Regions from separate parts of the Mus musculus genome. Here regions 2, 3, 4, 5, 6 and 7 are each linked to region 1. Evidence: chromatin contacts called from public Hi-C, HiCAR-type, HiChIP or PLAC-seq and promoter capture Hi-C data. All regions are on one chromosome and are shown on one strand. Each heading gives the region's core, a stretch centred on a gene start, on an enhancer-like site or on the middle of the called end of the contact. The rest is flanking DNA. Distances are from core to core; before and after follow the strand shown. Region 1 holds the start of Slc35b4 (solute carrier family 35, member B4). Region 2 overlaps Exoc4 (exocyst complex component 4). Region 3 holds the start of Wdr91 (WD repeat domain 91). Region 4 overlaps Exoc4 (exocyst complex component 4). Region 5 overlaps Exoc4 (exocyst complex component 4). Region 6 holds the start of Cnot4 (CCR4-NOT transcription complex, subunit 4). Region 7 overlaps Exoc4 (exocyst complex component 4).

Region 1 (2,754 bases), core at 214-2,713:
GTGACACTTTAAAGATGACCTACTGATGTCACTGACTCCGTCCCTCTAAGTACTTCCCCTTCCTCAACAGCTCTCAGCTTCAGCTACAGAAATCACCCGGGGAAACTCTGAGAATGCCAACGTTCAAGCACTCCAGTCAAAACTGGCCATACCTGGATGGGAGAGATGCTTTTGTGGTTGAGAGCACTGGCTGCTCTGGCAGAGAACCCAGGTTCAACTTGGAGCACTCAGGGAATGGCTTACAACCTCTGAAACTCCAGCTCTAGATCGGATGCCTTTGTCTGGCCTCTGAGCGCACCTGAAAGACATATGCTGCGCACATACAATGCTCACGTCAGCATTTAAGTGTTGAAAGGAAGCACGTGCCTTTTACCCTTCAGCTGAAGTCTTGTGGCATCAGTTACTGAGCCTCTTGGTGTTCACTCCGATTCAACAGCAATAGCAAGAAAGACTGCATGGTGACCATCAACTATGTACATAGGCCAGTGCCTTTGTGTTCTGTGTTTGTACACCTAGCAAGACCAGTTTTTCATAGATGCGATGAATTAACAGCCCTATTTCTTCCTATTATGTAAGACTAGTGCTACTGCTCAGAACTGTGCCCCTTCATACGTGTGATTGCATCAGCAGTGACACCACATGATGGGAGGCAATTTAGGGGATAAACATAAACACTCCGAAGTTTTCCTCAAGATTCACAACTAACTTGCCAGTGGCTTCCCCAACTTGTGACCCAGAGATCTCATCAGAATCCTGGCGCCTGCATGCTCTAAATGATGGTTACTGAGCACAATTTTTATTTGTGGTCCTGAACTTTGAATTTTCAATAAGCTCTAGTGCATTCTGAAATTGGGAATGTCTGTCTTTCAAAGGAGACTAGAAACAAGAACTATGGCAAAAAGAATGCCTTTTATCAGTTAAATTCAATATTTAATGAGCACCTTAAGCTGGCAAAATGCCAGCACAAGACATGTGTTCAGTGTCTCTACAAAAATCACGACATAAAGCAATACATTTACTGTATTAGTCTATTCTACAACAACTATTAGTAAGACAGGCCTATCTTCCCCTGTGATGAGAGTGGAGTACTAAGCCAATGCTCTAAACAGGCAGTTTAAGCCAAGGCTCAATCTCAAAACTTTTAGGTTCGCTGTTGTCCTAGAATTCGGTTTAGATGTTACAGGAATTTCTACATTCTCTCAGTTGCAGGTGAGTTGTTACAGATGCTAGAATACTCTAATGAGAAGTCAGTTACAGGGAGCACACAAGCTATTTCGTTGAATCCCATTCCAACCTTTATGGTACTGAACACGAACAGCATTGGGACTTCATTTCCCAGAAGGCAGTGCGACACCGACTCACGCGAGCCTTCGGGGGAAACTTGCCTGTTTTTTTCACGCCTGCCGTAAAGGCGCGCGGTCTGCTGGGACATGTAGTTTGGTTAGCCCTAGGACGCCCCCTCAAATGAATGGGACCGGGTATGACTGAGAACTACAGCTCCTGGTCTGGCCGCGTCGGTGGCAGCTGCGGAGGAAGAGTTGATCAAGACGGCCCTCAGGGAGGGAACCGCTGGCGGTGGTGATGTTGCGCGCGGATTTTCTAGGGTAGCGAACTGAAAGGGCGCTTTTTCTGCGCGCTGGCTCCCCGTGCCCCGCACCGGCCATGCGCCCGGCCTTCGCGGTGGGCCTGGTGTTCGCAGGCTGCTGCAGTAATGTGATCTTCCTAGAGCTGCTGGCCCGGTGAGTGACCCTCTCGGGCCGCGCCCGGGTTCTCGAAGCTGGTCCGGGGTTGCTAGCCCTGGCCGCCTCCCTAGTGCGCTGCACGGGATACCCACGCAGTCAGCTACTCTGCAGCCCTGGCACTCCTCCATTCGTTAGCATCCAGGTGACAGGAACATCCAGAGTGCTGCTGTCGGCATCTCCAAGCCACACTTTGGGGAGTTTGAAGCCTGGAGACTTTCTCACGTGACCGATCCTAGGTCTCTAGGAGCACCCTCTCCAACTACTACTCATCCAACTCTAGCACCTTTCGCTGACCAGTGAATGAATGACACGTGTCTGTCTGGAGCAAAACTTTTCTCACAGAAAGTTTTGTGTGTGTGTGTGTGTGTGTGTGTGTGTGTGTGTGTGTGTTGACATGTTTTGCGAAACATTTGTTTTTGTTGGTCGTAGAGATAGATGGTTGTGAGCACTTGGCTTAGACTCATATGTGAGTGATGTGGTGCAGATAACAACTGAGCTGTCACCATGGTCCCTGGGCATTTCGCACATCACAGTCTTTCGTTGAGAAGCGTGCTCTTTGAAGTGTAGATTGGGAACAGGATTGGCTTTGTGGTGTGGTGTCTTGCAAATAACGTTGGGTAACTATGTGCAAAGTTCAGTAGGCAGAAGTTAGAAAAGAGACAGGAGATGAACTGGAAAACGATTAGGACTAAACAGCTCCAGTTAGTTATTTAAGGTTTGGAGCTTCGGTCTCCTTTTTCAGACAGTTCAATACTCAGTTCAGAGTCACTAGCTACAGGTTTCTATCTATATACTGCTTAGGGCAACCCTGTGACCAAGAGTTACATTGTTTTGTTGAAAGTGAAACAGATGCAAAGTTGGGCATCTTTTCACTATTTGGAAGTGGCAGAGCAAAAATGGGCTGGACTGTATCTGTCTAAGCTCCTAGCCCAGTAACATTTCCAGATGCCTTCCATTTTTGAACTTGAGTTTTGAACATGGTGTGATGTCTGTTGGAAATTTATCCTGTTTG
Region 2 (2,704 bases), core at 159-2,658, 920 kb after region 1:
AAGTGTATGACAGCTCGCCTGTAAGAAAGCAGGGATTAGCTAAAGAAGAAAAGATGCACATGGGCCCTACTACAGTTTTTTCTCTCTGTTTTTTGTTGTTGTTGTTGTTGTTGTTGTTGTTGTTGTTGTTGTTCTTATTCTTGTTTTCCTTTTTAAGAAACACTGTTGGACCTGACAAAATGGTTAAGAAGAACAACAAAAAGACAGAAGCAAGGAACATGATATAAAGTTGACACTCCAAGATGCATTCAAATTACACAGCCACTCTTTAGCTTTTGCTCTGCCCTATTTCATGTAAACTGTGATTACAATTTACAAAGTGCTGCTGAGTGAACACTGGAACAGGAAACGCTAAACTAGACTGCAACGAAGCTGGATGCAGAGACATTTCTGGATCACTAGCAATTTTTCACGACGACACCTCTGGTATTTTACATGATGAATTATATCTCTAACCATGACTAATTAATCCCCAGGAAGGAATGTGTTCACCTAACAGGCTAAAGGGTCCACCAAATGCTTCTAGCAGGAACAAGGATGGGAGATGGTTCCAGCAGACTCACAAGCCACCAGCTCCCAGTGACTCCCAGACAAAAATTAAAACATGGCATAAAGATCTGGAGACTAAAAGTGGAATTGGTCAGTTTCTTTTCACGTCTTTCTTTTTTCCCTTTTAGAACACCAGCTTCATTCAGTCTTTCAGTTAGCCAGTTAAATGTTGTGACAGGAAAACACACACTCACCATCAGCCATTCCTTCTTGGAGCAATTTTGCTCTCTTTGGATTTAATAGAGTAATGGAGTCCAGACAGAAGCAAGCACATGAAAGTCAATGCCATGTTTTAAAAGATCAAAGGGAACACACACAGAAGGGAAAGTGCACCTATGAAGATCAGGTTACTCACCAGGACAACCCGTCACTTACCAGAGCAAGGACTTCCAGCCAGAGACAGAGAAAAAGAAATCAGCCAAACCCAGACCACCGCCAGGAATACAGCAAACATGTCCCACCTTTTGGGGCCCTCAGCACACATCACACCGAGGCATCTGAGGTTTGCAGAAGGAGCAGTAGACAGCACTTGCCTAGCATGTGCAAGGGTCCTGGGTTCAGTACACAACACTGCATTTTTAAAAAGCCACTTTTTCTTTCCCCATTCCATTTACCTGTGCAAAATTTGAACATATTTAGCTAAGTACAGTGACACAAAACTTTAATCCCAACAGAGGAATTAAAGGCAAAGGCGTGTGGCTCTTTGTGTGGGAGTTCAACAGCAGACTAGACTACAGAGAGAGACTTGTCAAAAAAAAAGAAGAAAAAAGAGGAACATAAAGTTTGTAAACTGGGCTAGGTATGGTAATCTCATCACTTAAGAAGGTAGAGGCAGGAAGATCAAGAGTTGAAGCCAGCCTTTGCTACAAAGTGAATCTGTGGTCAACCTAGGCTATATGAAACTGTCTCAAAAACAAAACAAGTCAAAATCAAACAGTTGTTCTTAAAAGTAAAACCACAGACTCAAATAGGGCTTTGCAGTGGGGCAAGGAAGCATCACCCTATAATCCCAGACACTTAGAGGATAAAACAAGAAGATCATGATTTTGGGGTCAGCCTGGGCTACACAGTGATGCTCTGGCTTAGGAAAAGAAATTCTTAGCAAACAGTGACAAATAGAATTCTGAAACCCTGGTGAGTTCCTCAACCTCTCCTTGGATGTTTTTCCTCATAAAACAGGCAAGAGAACAGAACTCCTGCCTCTCCAGGATGTTTTAAGGACTGAAGAAGCGTGGAGAGAAAGGTGGGGTGCTTACTCACATTACAGAAGCAAAAGAAATCAGCTGTGACTCCTGACACTGTCAGCCCGAAGCCCCTCAAACCTCCCCATCCCAGTTCCTGGGAGTCTGTTATGAACTCGGAGCAGATCTTTTCTCTGTATTCTCACAGTGCCTGGCACATTAAATGTTTAGTAAAAGCTACATAATGAGCAACAGCAAGATGCAGAGTGTAAAAGGTCAGGCAGGACAGCTCCCTGACTGAGACAACTGCCGTGGAATGGCCTCGCTGGAAGCCATACATGCTGATAAATCCCTGGGAAGGAAAGCAACAGTTACAGGTATGGTGGCCCCATCAATTCACTGATCCTTTCAACAGGGTTTACTAAGCAGGTCACCTACCAGGCAGACTAAATGGCTAGACATACAGCAGTAACTAACCAGCCCTCCCTCAGGAAGCTAACATGTCAGCTTGGAGATGCAAGCCATAGAGTGGGTGGGTAAGCAAGTGCGTCGGGCAGAAGCTGTAGTACAGCAGAGATAAAAATGCCCCCCACAGAGAAACCCTGTCTCAAAAAAAAAAAATGCCCCCCACACTGGCACCAGCAAGGGCACAAAAAGGTACTTCGTGAATAGAACATCCTCTGTGGGAAAGCTGTTCTAGGGAGGGAAGGTGCCAGGCCATGAAGGAGAACAAATTCTAACTGCCATGGGGAGGAACCGACATGCGATCATAGTGGGTACCAACTGCCAGTGTGGAAGTGACAGGAGACGAGATCAGGAATCAGACCAGACACAGCTCTGTCAGCCTCGCTCTGGGTGGTCACTGAAGCCACTACCTCAGGGTGGTGATAACTTATCAGCCAGTAACCACATTTATAATAGTTTCATTGTAGGTTTTTGTTGGTGGTGGTGTTGTTTGTTTGTTTTTTGTTTTT
Region 3 (2,700 bases), core at 171-2,670, 730 kb before region 1:
TATGTGTGTGTGTGTGTGTGTATGTATGTGTGTGTGTATACACATAAATAATTTGATCTTTTTGATGCCTTTTTTTTTTTTTTTTTGGTGTTTTTGAGACAGGGTTTCTCTGTGTAGTCCTGGCTGTCCTGGAACTCACTTTGTAGACCAGGCTGGCCTCGAACTCAGAAATCCGCCTGCCTCTGCCTCCCGAGTGTTGGGATTAAAGGCGTGCACCACCATGCCCGGCTTTTTTTTTTTTTTTTTAATTAAGAATGGCTGGCCTTGAACTCACAGAGACCTGCCTAGCTCTGTCTCCAGAGTATACACCACCACGCCTGGTCTTCATGCACTATCTTATCAAATCGTCATTATGACTGTGCCTGGTGGACATTATCAGTGCTCTCTCAAAGATGAAGAAATAAGGCAAAATGTGTATGTATGCCTTGTAAAAACTTCAAATAATTTTCTAAACAAGAAAAAGAAAGAAGGCAAAAGGAACTGGAAGTCCTTCAGAGAATAAAATATAGGTTGTTTTACAATTTTCCTGAGTTTAAAAACTGTTCACAAAACCACAATTAATTGAAAAAACTAACAAGAAACTGGGACCATAGGTCACACCCTTCTGAAACTTGCCTTTTTTAAAATTTCTCTAAGTGGTACATCTTGGTTGGTATAGTTTACCCTTCTTACTCAGGAACTCAGGGCTAGACAGGACTGGTGGTGGGGATTTTTTTTTTATTGCAAGTTCAAGATCTGTGTGGTCAATTTAGTGAGACTGTGACAAAACCCAAAAGCAGCTCAGCGGTAGGGTGCTTGCCTAGCGTGTGTGAGGCCCTGGCCAAAAAAGAAGGAAAAGAAAAGAAAAGAAAAGAAAAGAAAAGAAAAGAAAAGAAAAGAAAGGAAAGGAAAGGAAAGGAAAGGAAAGGAAAGGAAAAGAAAAGAAAAGAAAAGAAAAGAAAAGAAAAGAAAAGAAAAGAAAAGAGGTCCAAGCTGGACTTTTATGAGTTGACTTCACACTGGCCACTTTACCTGTTGGGGCTCGAGTTTTCTCCTTTTGTAAGAGGAGGATAGAGGACAAAAGATTCTGCAGTGTCATGCCAATAAGCTGGGAACATCACTCCCTCCCCGCCCTGTGAATATGTGGAAGGTTCGCAAGGTCCAGCTTTACTTTACTTGGATCGAGGCATCAGTGTTAGCAACTCAGGACACACTCTGTATCACCAGAAAACTTCAGCAAGCCGAGACGCCCGGGAGCTGGCTGAGAGTAGGGAGGGGCGGGGCTACAGGGGGAGATGGGCGGGGCGCCTGCGGGGCGGGGCGGAGCGCAAGGTTGGTAGGTTGGGCGTGGCGTGACGTACGAGGCGCCCGAGATAGGCTCCGCCCCGTCGCTCCAAGCCCCGCCCCTCCGCCCTGAGCGGCTCGGGTCTTTTGCAGCGCGCGCGCGCAGCGATGGCGGAGGCGGTGGAGCGCACAGACGAGCTGGTCCGGGAGTACCTGCTCTTCCGTGGCTTCACGCACACACTGCGGCAGCTGGATGCGGAGATCAAGGCGGACAAAGAGAAGGGGTTCCGGGTGAGGGGTCGGCAGGGGCGGCGGAGGCGGCTCGGGGGGCGGGCCTCCTGCTCCAACCCTGCCCTCCGGGGCGAGGGCGGCGCTGTCACTGCATGGTAGGGGACTGAAGGCGTCTCCGGTCTGGCCCTCGCTTGACATAGGAGGAACTGAGGGCCGGAGATGGTCGTGACATGCCCGAAGTTGCTCAGTGAGTGAGTCAGGAGCATCGGGACTCAGGTCCCTGGTTCCCGGTACAGGGCTTCACTCCATGCCAGCCTCTCAGCAGGTGCTAGCCAATGGCTGGCCGGCGTGGTTACAACACTTTAAGAGCCATGGTTGAGCGCAAGTCTGAATTTTGATGGAAGAAGCGGGAGCAAAGGGGGCTGCGCCCAGAAGACTGGGTTCAGGTCTGGGAGGTAGATTGTAAGAATGGCATCAGGGAATCATTGGAAGATTCCCTTCTGCTTTGAAGCACAAAGTTCTCTGATACTAGTTTCCACTGAGAGGCGCTTGGGATTTCTTTGCTTATGATTTGTATGTTTGCACGTACAGAGTTAAATTGGTCTTGGGCAGATGGATTGAGGGAGGTGGTGAGCTAGTTGTTGGCGCATCAGAAGGAAGTTAGGATATTGGTTTCTACCTTTCGAGTTTATTGGTTGCTTGGTGGCAAAGCAAAGCATTTCCCTACTCCAGACAGCAGTGGTATTCAAAACACTGTCATGGTGTGATTGTCTTTGACTGAAGGCAGCAGCCACTGAGGCTCAGGTGGGACTCTGATGACCCGCAGGGAGCCAGTAATCACTGTGTCTCTTGGAATTCAGAAACTGTGGAGCTGGGACGAGGACCCTGGCAATTGTCTCTGGCTCATTGGCTCTTACTTATTTTTACAGTGTGAGGCAATCAAGACTGCTGTTGAAGTGACATTGCCAAGTTGGTCAAGGAGACTCAACACCTGGAGCCAAAGCTCTTGCTTTCTGGAATTTCCGAGCTTGCCAGAGCACCAAGTCCTGTATCTAGCATGAGAAAATAACTTGAAAGCTAGTATGCTAACATATCTTGGGGATTTTATAGATTGCCAACTGGACTATATGTTTTTACATCTGGGAGCCATAGGAAGAAGATGAAACTATACGATGTATAGTGAGGTGAGAATTTCCTTCTGTCTGT
Region 4 (2,820 bases), core at 176-2,675, 780 kb after region 1:
CACAAACAAGACCTGAGCTGGCTCAGGCCAGACAAATCCAGCATGAAGAAGGGAGGTAAGCATAAAGTCTCACCACCGACAAAAAAATGTTGGCAGTTAATAGCTAATAAAAAGTGAGGTGTTTTTCTTAAATGGTACATGACCAAATGGGTGATTACATTCCAGTGAAGTCCACATACACAAGAGTATATGTGCAGAACCAACTATAACCAACTGTTTAAAAAGTCAAAAAGGTATTAAACCAATTTGGATGGTTAAGGAATGTGGAGAGGTGAGTGGAGGGGATGATGACAATCAAAATGCATTACATGGAATCTTCAAAGAATTAATAAAATTAAAAATATAAGAAACAGTAAGAATACTGGAACTGAGATAGGTAGGCTATTACACAAATGACCCTTAAAAACTTTACACTGTATAATAGACCAATACACAAAGGCAATGTAATGAACAATCTCATTTATAGAGAGTATAGAGAAAAAAATAGATATATGGAGTCAAAGGGAAGTTGGTGGTTACCAAAGGTTGAGAAAAAGGAAAAGGAGACACTGGTGATGGTGATTGACAGTTGATGACCAACTTCCTTTCTGAATGACAAACACATTCCAGTTTTAGAAAGTGTTGATAATTGAGAGAATATTAAAATATTAAAAGAAACTAATACTATCTTCTAAAATGATATTTTACTAAAGGTAAATTGTATCTTAACTTTTTAAAATTTCAAATTATTTAAAATTATACAAAAATGTTGGTTCTAATACTCAATAAAATAAATTAACTAACAAAAGGAAGGAAGGAAATTTCATAAACAAATGGAAGGCTGATAATTTCCTAAAGAAATATTTTAAATAATGTTCAAACCATTATTGCAAAGAAGTTTTATACTTGGTTCATTATTTTAGGTCCAAGGAAAACATCATTAAAATTGATTATCACACAACATAAAAAGCCATGTTTCTGTCAATTCTTTCCCTAATAGCCTAAGACTCCATTGTTTCAATACTATTGTACTTATTAAGTCATTATCCTACCCGCTTCTCCTTTATCAGTCTTTCCAACCCAACTATTAATAACCTTGATATTTATCCTGCAGTCATCTCTCCCTTGGTTAGTACTCACCCTGATCCTTCAGCTTTTCTGGGGCATCAATACACCTTCAGTTAAACTGAGATTCATTACACAAAGTATTTAAGTTTTAGCTATCTCAAAATGTTCATACAGTAACGTGAAAGCAGGAAAGGTGAAAGGATAAACAAAAACGAAGGACTATATAATAATCACTGCAAGTAATCTTATCAAAATAGCATTGAGTCCAAAAACACTGTAGAAAACAAGGAAATATATTCAAGTTACAGTGGGTATTTGTGGAACAAACACCAAGTGGCATAGTCATAAAACATACTGTGGTGGTTTGAGCAAGAATGGCTCCACAGGCTGATATATCTGAATGCTTAGTCACCAGGGAGTGGAACTGTCTGAAACAATTAAAAGATTAGGAGGTGTGGCCTTTCTGGAATAAGTGTGGCCTTGTTAGAGAAAATATATCAATGAGAATGGGCTCTGAGGTATCAAAAGCCTATGACAGGCCTGCCTGCCTCTCCCTCTCCCTCTCTGTCTCCATCTCGCTCTGTTTCTCTGTGTGTGTGTGTGTGTCTGTGTGTCTGTGTGTGTGTGTGTGTGTGTGTGTGTGAGAGAGAGAGAGAGAGAGAGAGAGAGAGAGAGAGAGAGAGAGATGTATGATTCAAACTGTAGCTCTCAACCTGCACCACCGTGCCTGCCTTAATGCTCCCATGTCCCCATGCTCCCACTATGATGATAACAGACTAACCCTCTAAAACTGTGAGCAAGCCCACAATTAAATACTTTCTTTTATAACAGTTGTCATGGTCAGGATGTCTCTTCACAGCAATAGAACACTGACTAGTACACAGACAAATACTGATACAGAAAAACTAAATAACTTGATAATTATGTTAAACAAGTTTTCAAGCCCCAATTACGAAAATCAAAGTTTCCTGATTTATAAATCCTGTAAATTTTTGACCACCAAGTTTGTGCATAACTCATCAAAGCTGCCTAAACCACAAGGTTTTTTTAAGAAATGATGAGGGCTCACTTACTAAATATAATAAAATGGTGCATATAGCAGTCACTGATCTCTGAGGGACACATTCAGAGGGACACATGTCAACTGGAGACTCATGCTTATGCCTGCTGAAACAACAGCACTTAGTTGTCCATAGAGAACAAGGTCAAGAGCGAAGGAAGCAAGGAATCGGGGACAACTCTGTCTGAAAGTCCACAGAAGGAAGGCTCCCTTGGAGCTCAGCTTTGTTGGCCTTAACTAGAACTTAATCTACCACATAAGACAACAGAAAGCATGACTGCTCCTCACAGCAGACCAAGTGAATAAAACAGGGAATTTTAAAATCAGGACATTCTCTAGGCTGAGGTTTAATAATCCATAGTCATACAAATCACTGTCAAGTGCAATCCAACACTTCTAAGGACTGCATTTTAAGCTTCCATTAGACTGGAGCACTTTTACGATGATCCTATCAGTCATAAGTTGAGAAGTTAAATACCCTATTTCTCAGACTCTTGAAAGCATCACAGACTGAAAGCAAATAATGAAAACACTAGGTAGTTATGTCTCCCATCTTTTTTCTATAATAAGAAAATAGATTCTCGCCTGAAAAATCTACCAACTGACTTTTCTACTCCTCTTAACCAGAATTATTATGATTATAGCTAGAATAATTTCTCTATCTAGGAACTTCTATATGAAAGGAGCATAATTTCTCTACCTGGGAACTTATA
Region 5 (2,700 bases), core at 166-2,665, 880 kb after region 1:
ACTCAAGTCTCTAGTGAAGAAAAGAGGACGCATTAACCTTCAGTGACATCTAGGTCCAGAAAATAAAACATAATTTGGTAAACCACTGGCCCATCGTGTAGCCTTATCCCTCAAGGTAATTAAATCCAACCAAAATAGTTAAGCTTAAAAGCCACCCACTGCACAGCCACACTTGATTTGCTTGTAGGAATTCGCATGAAGAGATTTAATTCATACCCCAAACACAAACTCACATAACAATGACAGCTTCCAAAGCCCTTCAATCAAATAAATAAATAAATAAACTTCAGGTAAAAACAACACTATGCCTGGCAAACAGTATTCACAGAAATTATTTTTAACAGTACCTACTTATTCAATACAGCACTTGAGCAAGTGTTCTTCAGGACCCCACTGTAGTCATTTAAACAAGTTTTCTGACTATGTTCCCTTGAAACCAAATATAATTTGTATACACATGAACATACACACACAAGGGTAGTCCTAGAACTTCAAACTTTACAAATCTCAACCTAAAGAAGAATTGAGAACAGTGCCTGTGGTGACTTGAATAAGAATAGCCACACAGGCTCACAGGCTTCAGTGTCAAGGTCCAGCTTGTGGAACTGCTTAAGAAGGGTTGGTGAGTGTGGCCCTCTTGGAGGACGGTGTCACTGGAAGTGCACTTTAAGGTTTCAAAGGTCCATGCCAGGCTCTTTTTCATTCTCTCCCTACCTGCAACTTGCCAGTGGCCATGCATCCTGGTAAGTTAGGGTACTGTTGTGACAGGCCTGACCAAGCTGCTGTTTAGAATATGGAAGATTTGGGGACTTTGGATTAGAAAAAAAAAAGAATGCTGTAAGCAGGGCTTAATGAACGCCCTAGCAGAAACATGGAAGGCAGTAGTACTGAGAGCACTGTAGACTATGGAGGCCCAGCTCAAGAGGCTTCAGAGGAGAGGAATATTAGAGGCCAGTCTGTGATATTTTGACAAAGAACGTGGCTGCTTTTTGCCCTGTCCTTAAAATCTGCTGGAGACTAAATTGAAGAGTCTTAGATTGATTGCTTTGGCAGAAGAAATTTCAAGGTAGCATATACTGACTGTGGCGCATGGCTATTAGTGATCTCTCTTAATGCAAATACACAATGAAAAGTAGCAAGCGGGGTAAAGTGAAACATAAAATGCACAGTCTGAGGAAAAAGGGAGCAGCTGAAACAGAAGAGTGGTTTTTAAAAAGCCTGATACTAAATGAAGCCCAGAATGATCTCAGGGCAAGCCCAGACCTGCTTAATCCTGAAAGCTATTGATCTCCTAGGTCTAAGCAACAAGGAAAGTTTACTGCAAATGTTATTCAAGGAGGAGGCCAGAACTCCAGCCCCAGCAAGCAGAATTTGGCGGATTTGGTCAGGTGATTCTGGATTTAGAGTCAAGAGGATATAGGTTGTGTAATCTTCTACTCCAGTCAAGGAAAGCCACTAAGGCCAGACCTGTGACAAGGAATTCCTGCCTGAAGAAACTATTACTTGAAGCTGTGAAAGTGAAGTCTAGACTGCATAGGAGACCCAAGATGTTGGATGTGCCAAAGCTATGAGGTGGCTACCACGGAGAAACACAACAGGAAGTGAAACCAGCCCAGGAGAAAAACTTGTTGTAACCAACAAAGCTGGAAGGAGTGGGAGACGGGAAAAAGCCTCTAAGAATCTGGAGTTTGTCCTGCGGGATTTCAGTGTTGCTTTGGTCTAGGACTCCCTACATGCTCCCGTTCCTCCTTTTCAGAATAGCAATGTGTATTATGTGCTATGGTATGTTGGAAGGATGTAAGTTGCTTTTTTATTTTTATTTTTCTAAGACTTGTTTATTTATGTATATGAGTGCTTTGTCTTCATGTACACATGTACTTATGTCTGTATGCCAGAACAGGGAGTCGGATCCCATTACAGATGGTTGTGAGCTACCATATAGTTGCTGGGAATTGAACTCTGAGCAACTACTTCATTAAAGAAATGTTATTAAGAAAGTAATAGTTTCCCTGATGATTAAGGATGTTGAACATTTTTTCAGGTGCTTCTCTGCCATTCGGTATTCGTCAGGTGAGAATTCTTTGTTCAGTTCTGAGCCCCATTTTTTAATGGGGTTGTTCGATTTTCTGAAGTCCACCTTCTTGAGTTCTTTATATATGTTGGATATTAGCCCCCTATCTGATTTAGGATAGGTAAAGATCCTTTCCCAATCTGTTGATGGTCTTTTTGTCTTGTTGACGGTGTCTTTTGCCTTGCAGAAACTTTGGAGTTTCATTAGGTCCCATTGTCAATTCTCGATCTTACAGCACATGCCATTGCTGTTCTGTTCAGGAATTTTTCCCCTGTGCCCATATCTTCAAGGCTTTTCCCCACTTTCTCCTCTATAAGTTTCAGTGTCTCTGGTTTTATGTGAAGTTCTTTGATCCACTTAGATTTGACCTTAGTACAAGGAGATAAGTATGGATCGATTTGCATTCTTCTACATGATAACAACCAGTTGTGCCAGCACCAATTGTTGAAAATGCTGTCTTTCTTCCACTGGATGGTTTTAGCTCCCTTGTCGAAGATCAAGTGAATCAAAACAACCCTGAGATTCCACCTCACACCAGTCAGAATGGCTAAGATCAAAAATTCAGGTGACAGCAGATGCTGGCGTGGATGTGGAGAAAGAGGAACACTCCTCCATTGTTGGTGGGATTG
Region 6 (2,924 bases), core at 266-2,765, 960 kb before region 1:
ATATATATATACACACACACACATACACACCCATATATATGTATGTGTATATATATGTATACACATACACACACACATATATAATTTTTAGCAATTTCATTCCTGTGTAAAATAAGTTGAGTCATTTTTATGCCCCTCCCCCTGCCCCCCAACATTTCCTCTCTCTTACACCAAAGAAACTGGTCTGGTTGCCTTTTTTGTGGTTTTTTTTTTTTTTTTTCTGCCTCTAGACATGGTTTGTAGACCAAGCTGGCCTTGAACTCAAAGAGATACACCTGCCTCTGCTTTCAGAGTCCTGGCTTGTGTCACCACGTCCAGCGAGACTGAGACTTTAAAACTTCAATTTCTTTCCTTACATTTCCCTTTTCTGTTTTAAATCCTCCCCTTAAACCTTTTGCTTTCAGGCCTCAAGTGTGCCAGACTAGCGCCCTACCACTGTGTGACATCCACAGTCCCATCCTACGTATTTTAATCCTGGATTTGAAAACTTGGTTCCTTTCACTTCTCCAAACCCCACTACATGCACACACCCTAGAATGGGGACAGATTTGTGTTTTTGGTCTCTGTTGTATGCTCCCAGCATATGGCACTGAACTGGGTACCAAGGAGCTCAGCACTTATATGAATAGATGAAGAATATAGGCAATAAACAGAATCGACCGCTCCAGGAGCGCCACTTACACCAGAGTTCTGGGAGGCAACCCGGGAAGTTCAGTAAATTGATTTTGTTATTTAGAATTTCTCGGTGCTCGAACCGGCTGCGGTTGTATTATGTCCTTTGAGACGTGTTTACTTGTGCAGTTTGCGAACCTGACGCACACTTCTGTGCAGGCTGGAAGAGTTCTGTGCAGCCAGCAACAGTTTGCAGGTAAGTCCACATGCTTTCACATCATCAGCAACTCATGCTACTCTGACTGCCCGCGTTCTCTTGAGAAATGTGCACATGGCAATTCAGGTATTTCTTCACTGGCGATTTTCCAGTAAGGAGGATGAGCTCAGCTGTACTGGTGGTAAAGGACGTGCAAAGACCGGGAAACGAATTAACGCTCACTTTTCCAAAAGTATCAACTCCCCACTCTAGATCAAATCCCGCGCTCTTGCAATGCTCAACCTGATTCTACCACCATACCGCCCCCGTCAGATACCTATCTATGGCGGGCGGGGCAGAAAAAGACACGTCCTAGCTTCCTCCGAATCAGTTAAGTTTCGTAGAATTTTGGTTTCCTACATTTCAGCTAACATTAGTGAAAACCGCCGACCACATGACACAGTAGCCACACACGCGGGCAGAAGAGGAAGCAAAACAAGAAGAAAGCCGGCGCTCCAGTAGCCACGTGAGGAACGAGTTCCCGAGCGCCTTCTCTAGTGATGACTTCAATTCCCGGCCTGCCCCGGGGCGGTTACTATCGGAGGACTACAACTCCCAGGGTGCAGTGGACCAGTCCGCCGCAACCTCCCACTCGCCCGCCTGCCGCTTGTCCCGCCCCTCCCCCGCCCCGCCCAGCCGGATCGGCATGCGCCTGCGCAGCGGAGGCCGGAGGAGTCTTACCCTAATGTAAGATGGTGGCCCGTCTAGCCGTGGAACCCACCGAAAGCTGAGAGTCTCTCTCTCAGCCGTAAAGGTCGGACTCACTGAAGCAGTCAGGCCCGGTTCTGAAGAGTTTTTTCGCCGACTCTCGTTCATTGGTCTCCTGTGAGGACTCGGCAACGCGTGGAGTCGGCTAAGAGAAAAGCGAGGCAAGGCAGGCGGGTGAGTGTCTGCGGGGCTGGGCTTAGGGGAAACCCGGCGCTGACCGGCTACGAGAGAGCGGAGGCTTCGCTGGGACTGTGCAGGCCGCACCCCCCTTTCTCCCCACCCCCCCACCCCCGCCCGCCTCGTCTTCACCCTCCTCCTCCTCCTCTGGCTGCCTCCTCCTCCTCTTCTTCCTCCCTCTCCCCTCTACGCCACAGCAGTTATCACCAGGAAAAGGCAGCCGGGTTGGAGGCAGCGCGGCAGCGAGCGCCGGCTCTCCTTGGAGAATTTCTTCAATTGAGAACCCAAGAGGGCTTCTCATCACCAGTTTTCCCCGCATTTTTCTGGCAACAGTATCCTTAGGTCTTGGTCCTCCTGTTTCCCCAGCCTCCTTTCCCCTCTGACGTCCTTTCCTACTGGCCCCGGTCTCCCAAGCCAGAGCCATCATTTCCACTCTGACGGGTGCTGCTGCTCACTGCCCACCCGTCCTGCTTGGTGGGCTTTTTTGCCCCTTTTTGCCCCATCCCTTCCAGAAAGGCTGCTCTGGATCTAGCCTCTGCTCCCCTCTGGTGCTTGCAGTCAGCCCCCAGTCTGTCTGCCAGACCCGAGTTGATTCCGATGTGCAAGTCTCCTTTAACCGCATCTGTCATCTTAAAGCCACCTCGTGAGTATCTAAATCATGTTGCTGCTCCGTTGCTCCGTATAACCCACCTGTTTCTTAACCTACTTGAGAATTGTCGGTTCCTTCCCTCTTTCCAATGCAGACTCTTTGAGCACACACTCCAGGATAGGGGAGATGATGCCCCGTGTTGTTCCTTGAAAAGTAAAGGAAGTTAGGAAGTGAATGAAGTGAGTGGGAGACTATTAACGTTAAGAGAAAAGAGCTTTCTTCGGGCTACTCGGGAAAGGAATGTTTTGCTTTTTTGATCTTTTTGTTGCTCATTTGCTATCCTTTTTTACCCCTCTTTTCATTTTCGACCTTCTCCGTGCTACTCAGCATTCTCCTGAATTGCCATTCCTCAGGACACTTGATGTTGTCTCTGATTATACCCATAAAGATCAGCTTAGAATTTCAAAACCAGGTGAATCTAGCGCGCACACACACACTTCATCCCCGAACACCACATGCAAATAAATACAGATGGTATTTTGATTGTATGTGGGTTACAGATTCCTTTTGTATCAATTATTG
Region 7 (2,850 bases), core at 326-2,825, 850 kb after region 1:
ACCATACACACATGCGAAAAAGGGAGGGCGGATGGAACATGATCAAAATTTGAGCAAAGGTCCACAATGGACAGCCAACATAATAAAAAGGCAATCTATTCTCAAACACAAGAAAGTACTGGAAATTCATATCTCTAAAGAAGAGCTAATATCTAAAATAAGAAACACAATTTGATAATAAGAGAACAAATAACCCAATTACACAGTAGGCAAAGGACATGAGTAAACATTTTTCAAAGATGACAAACAAATAGGCAGCAAGCACATAAAAAGATGCTCAACATCACTAATCATTAGGGAAATGCAAATTAAAAACTACAATCAGATATAACCTCAGACCAATTAAGATGTCTTCTATCAGAAAGGGAAACAGAAAATGACAAGTGTGAAGAAACAGAGCCCATATGCACTGGTGATCAGAACAAACACGTGTAACTGCAGTGAAAACATGAGGCTCTTCTCAAAAGACGGAAACACAGACTCATCCTATGATCCAGCATCTCCACTTCTGGATACACATTCCAAAGACCTAATAGGACGATAAAGAAAATGTTTACAGCACCACACTGTTGCCATGCCATGACCTAGAAGCAACCCAAGTGTCCGTCAACATGTGAGTGGACAAACACATTAGCATCTCAGCAATGCAAGTGTTTGGCCTTGAGGAGGAAGGACGTTCTGACACACGTTACAATTTGGCTTGACCTTAACAGATTATGCTGAGCAAGACTTGCTGGTCACAAAGTACAAGCTCTGTGATTCCAATGATACGCAGTGCACAGAATAGTCAAATTCCCAGAAACTCAATGCTAGCTGCCAGAAATGAAGGAGAGGGGGAAAGAGCAGCTGATGCATACACTCAGGTACAGACACTCAGTTCTGAAAGATGAAAGCCACACGGCACTGTACACACAGAACACACTGAACTTACACACTGTGATGGTAGAGCATTCACAGGATTTTAAGCAGAATAGAAGAGATGTAAAGCTTACAACAGAAACGCCCTACACACAGGTTGGACTCCTGAGTTGGTTTCCCTTTTAAGTTTTCCGGATCAAAGCGCTGTCAAGAGTGTGACAACAGATACTCAAGTTTCCTTTGCACTCCTGCCAGAGGAATTTCCAACAGATATGCTGAAGTGGAAATACCAAACTATAGAGAATATCCTACCTTTTGTAGAAGAAAGAAGGGTCATGAGAAAAGATATGTTTGTCTAATTGTTTGTTTAAAAAAAAAAGATAAAGGAGAAATTAAATTGGATTAACAAGAGAGGCATAAATGATAGTGATGTCTTGAGAAGAGACACCCACCCAAGTACTTTTATACAGTTGGGATGTTTTGTGTATAGTTCACATGATTATAAAATAAACCAAAGTATATGAGAGAAAACACTGATGCAAAGGAACTGGAGTGAAATAAAAAGTAGCTTCCGATGCTTGCAAACAAATGTGAGAGTTTGAATGAGGACAGTCCACATGGGGCAGAAGTCCACACTTGGCCAGGTGGTGGCACTGCTAAGTAGTTGTATGTGTGACCTTGCTAGAGGAAGTGTGTCACTGGAGACCTGCCATTTCGAGTTTGCTGTCTCTATTTCCTGTTTGGGGCTCAGGACATAAGTTCTCCATGCTCCCTTCACCATGACCACCTGCTGCCACACTTCCTCACTGTGATGGCGAGAGACTCTTGTACCTACCTCTAGAGCTTAAGTCAAAGCCCTTCCCTCTCCAAGTTCCCTTTGTCTTTAGTGTTGATCACACCAATAGAAAAGTAATTCATACATACCCTAAGCCATAGAGCATGCAATACAAGAGGCTCCTAATTATAATCTGCTTTACCTACTTAACAGTTCAACCAATATCAGAGAAACTTCACGAAGTCAATGAAAATTAACAACTAAGAGTGTGCAGAGAATGAGAGACTTGGAAGCACTCAATCCTAAATGAATGTCTTCATCAACCCCTCTAAGCTTGGGGGGATGGATGACTCCAAGTAAACAGTGTACTCCAGAAAGAACAGAACTGATGCGTACAGGAACTCACAGAGTCTGGCAGAATGCACAAGAACTGCACAAGTGCAAGCCAGACAGGATCCCAGCAACAAGAGGGCAAGTGCACACAGGGTACCACTCCTAACCAAAATGCTAGTTGCAATATACTCTAGCAAAAGGAAAAGGTTTTCCAATGGAGTGTCACTGGGTACATCAACCACACTCCAGGATGAGCCCCACAAAATAAACTCCATGATCTATCGTTCTTTCTTCCTTTTTTTCCTTCCTTCCTTCCTTTCCTTCTTCGTCTTTCTTTTTTTCTTTTTTATCTTTTTGACTCCTTGTTTTGCTTTGTTGGGGGCATTTTTCTTGTTATTGGTGGTTGTCTTACAGGTTTTATGATTGTTTTGATTTTCACCTTCATTTTTGTGGGTTGCATTTGGCTTCTGGCTTTGTTTGGAGACAGAGGGGAAAAAAGAATGAACATAAAACTGAGCAGATAGGGAAGTTCGAGGAAATGGTATTAGTTGGGAGTGGGATGAACATGATCCAAATATATTCTATGGAAAACACTTTCCAAATAAATAAATAAATAAATAATTTTTAAAGTAATACATACTCTAAGCCATATAACCTATAATAAAACCCCTTACATTAAAGTTAATAAATTAATTTTGCATACGCCAGCAAGATTTTGCTGAAAGGACCCTGATATAGCTGTCTCTCATGAGGCTATGCCAGTGCCTGGCAAACACAGAAGTGGATGCTCACAGTCAGCTATTGGATGGAACACAGGGCCTCCAATGGAGAAGATAGAGAAAGTACCCAAGGAGCTGAAGGGGTCTGCAACCCTATAGGTGGAA

What was found. Promoter capture Hi-C pulls out the DNA fragments that hold promoters and counts their contacts. A called contact is a pair of places that touch in the nucleus more often than the background predicts. HiCAR-type assays count read pairs that join an accessible place to other places. HiChIP or PLAC-seq counts read pairs in DNA pulled down with a chosen protein or histone mark.
Region 2: a contact with region 1 is called in a Hi-C map of CD8 T cells, with 4 times the contacts expected there. The contact joins the enhancer-like site here to the promoter of Slc35b4 in region 1. A contact is called at or near these places in 19 of 39 promoter capture datasets (the 3T3-L1 cell line, 3T3-L1-derived adipocytes, the C10 cell line and 13 more), 10 of 484 Hi-C or Micro-C datasets (B cells, CD4 T cells, CD8 T cells and 6 more), 10 of 115 datasets of contacts at active chromatin or transcription factors (the NIH/3T3 cell line, the SCID.adh cell line, bone marrow-derived macrophages and 6 more) and 4 of 9 other capture datasets (adipose tissue, embryonic stem cells, liver and 1 more).
Region 3: a contact with region 1 is called in a Hi-C map of erythroblasts, with 5 times the contacts expected there. The contact joins the promoter of Wdr91 here to the promoter of Slc35b4 in region 1. A contact is called at or near these places in 2 of 484 Hi-C or Micro-C datasets (B cells and erythroblasts) and 1 of 115 datasets of contacts at active chromatin or transcription factors (embryonic stem cells).
Region 4: a contact with region 1 is called in a FOXA1 HiChIP or PLAC-seq map of pancreatic cancer cells. The contact joins the enhancer-like site here to the promoter of Slc35b4 in region 1. A contact is called at or near these places in 12 of 39 promoter capture datasets (the 3T3-L1 cell line, 3T3-L1-derived adipocytes, the C10 cell line and 9 more), 4 of 115 datasets of contacts at active chromatin or transcription factors (the NIH/3T3 cell line, extraembryonic endoderm stem cells, forebrain and 1 more) and 1 of 9 other capture datasets (embryonic stem cells).
Region 5: a contact with region 1 is called in a HiCAR-type map of astrocytes, with 2.7 times the contacts expected there. The contact joins the enhancer-like site here to the promoter of Slc35b4 in region 1. A contact is called at or near these places in 10 of 39 promoter capture datasets (the 3T3-L1 cell line, 3T3-L1-derived adipocytes, the C10 cell line and 5 more), 4 of 115 datasets of contacts at active chromatin or transcription factors (astrocytes, bone marrow-derived macrophages, extraembryonic endoderm stem cells and 1 more) and 2 of 9 other capture datasets (adipose tissue and embryonic stem cells).
Region 6: a contact with region 1 is called in a Hi-C map of CD8 T cells, with 8 times the contacts expected there. The contact joins the promoter of Cnot4 here to the promoter of Slc35b4 in region 1. A contact is called at or near these places in 4 of 39 promoter capture datasets (liver, neutrophils and pre-B cells), 6 of 484 Hi-C or Micro-C datasets (CD4 T cells, CD8 T cells, liver and 3 more), 2 of 115 datasets of contacts at active chromatin or transcription factors (memory CD8 T cells and thymic regulatory T cells) and 1 of 9 other capture datasets (liver).
Region 7: a contact with region 1 is called in a promoter capture Hi-C map of the C10 cell line, with 3 times the contacts expected there. The contact joins the enhancer-like site here to the promoter of Slc35b4 in region 1. A contact is called at or near these places in 9 of 39 promoter capture datasets (the 3T3-L1 cell line, 3T3-L1-derived adipocytes, the C10 cell line and 5 more), 2 of 115 datasets of contacts at active chromatin or transcription factors (astrocytes and bone marrow-derived macrophages) and 1 of 9 other capture datasets (liver).

Annotation. Positions count from the first base shown.
Region 1 is chr6:34,175,763-34,178,516 of GRCm38.p6, reverse strand. It overlaps Slc35b4 (solute carrier family 35, member B4), which reads left to right and starts at 1,463. Exons shown (of 10, transcript NM_021435.3): 1 at 1,463-1,739. The coding sequence starts at 1,663. Gm13855 (a long non-coding RNA gene) reads right to left here and starts at 1,469. Exons shown (of 3, transcript XR_868963.3): 1 at 1,295-1,469; 2 at 153-312.
Region 2 is chr6:33,259,980-33,262,683 of GRCm38.p6, reverse strand. All of the region lies in intron 1 of Exoc4 (exocyst complex component 4), which reads right to left. Among named protein-coding and RNA genes, the nearest start is that of Exoc4, 12 kb to the right of the region's middle. Within about 2 kb of position 1,408, at least 12 of the 459 cell types and tissues checked have an H3K27ac peak or open chromatin away from gene starts, as enhancers often do. A contact at or near this core is called in CD8 T cells and second pharyngeal arch cranial neural crest, where this site is marked.
Region 3 is chr6:34,909,551-34,912,250 of GRCm38.p6, reverse strand. It overlaps Wdr91 (WD repeat domain 91), which reads left to right and starts at 1,420. Exons shown (of 15, transcript NM_001013366.1): 1 at 1,420-1,554. The coding sequence starts at 1,432.
Region 4 is chr6:33,398,331-33,401,150 of GRCm38.p6, reverse strand. The region is part of intron 7 of Exoc4 (exocyst complex component 4); the gene reads right to left. Among named protein-coding and RNA genes, the nearest start is that of Gm38785, 43 kb to the left of the region's middle. Within about 2 kb of position 1,425, at least 14 of the 459 cell types and tissues checked have an H3K27ac peak or open chromatin away from gene starts, as enhancers often do. A contact at or near this core is called in pancreatic cancer cells, where this site is marked.
Region 5 is chr6:33,292,001-33,294,700 of GRCm38.p6, reverse strand. All of the region lies in intron 3 of Exoc4 (exocyst complex component 4), which reads right to left. Among named protein-coding and RNA genes, the nearest start is that of Exoc4, 44 kb to the right of the region's middle. Within about 2 kb of position 1,415, at least 14 of the 459 cell types and tissues checked have an H3K27ac peak or open chromatin away from gene starts, as enhancers often do. A contact at or near this core is called in astrocytes, where this site is marked.
Region 6 is chr6:35,132,328-35,135,251 of GRCm38.p6, reverse strand. It overlaps Cnot4 (CCR4-NOT transcription complex, subunit 4), which reads left to right and starts at 1,515. Exons shown (of 12, transcript NM_001164413.1): 1 at 1,515-1,750. It overlaps Gm33046 (a long non-coding RNA gene), which reads right to left and starts at 1,721. Exons shown (of 5, transcript XR_868974.2): 1 at 1,550-1,721; 2 at 682-1,004.
Region 7 is chr6:33,321,751-33,324,600 of GRCm38.p6, reverse strand. All of the region lies in intron 5 of Exoc4 (exocyst complex component 4), which reads right to left. Among named protein-coding and RNA genes, the nearest start is that of Exoc4, 74 kb to the right of the region's middle. Within about 2 kb of position 1,575, at least 12 of the 459 cell types and tissues checked have an H3K27ac peak or open chromatin away from gene starts, as enhancers often do.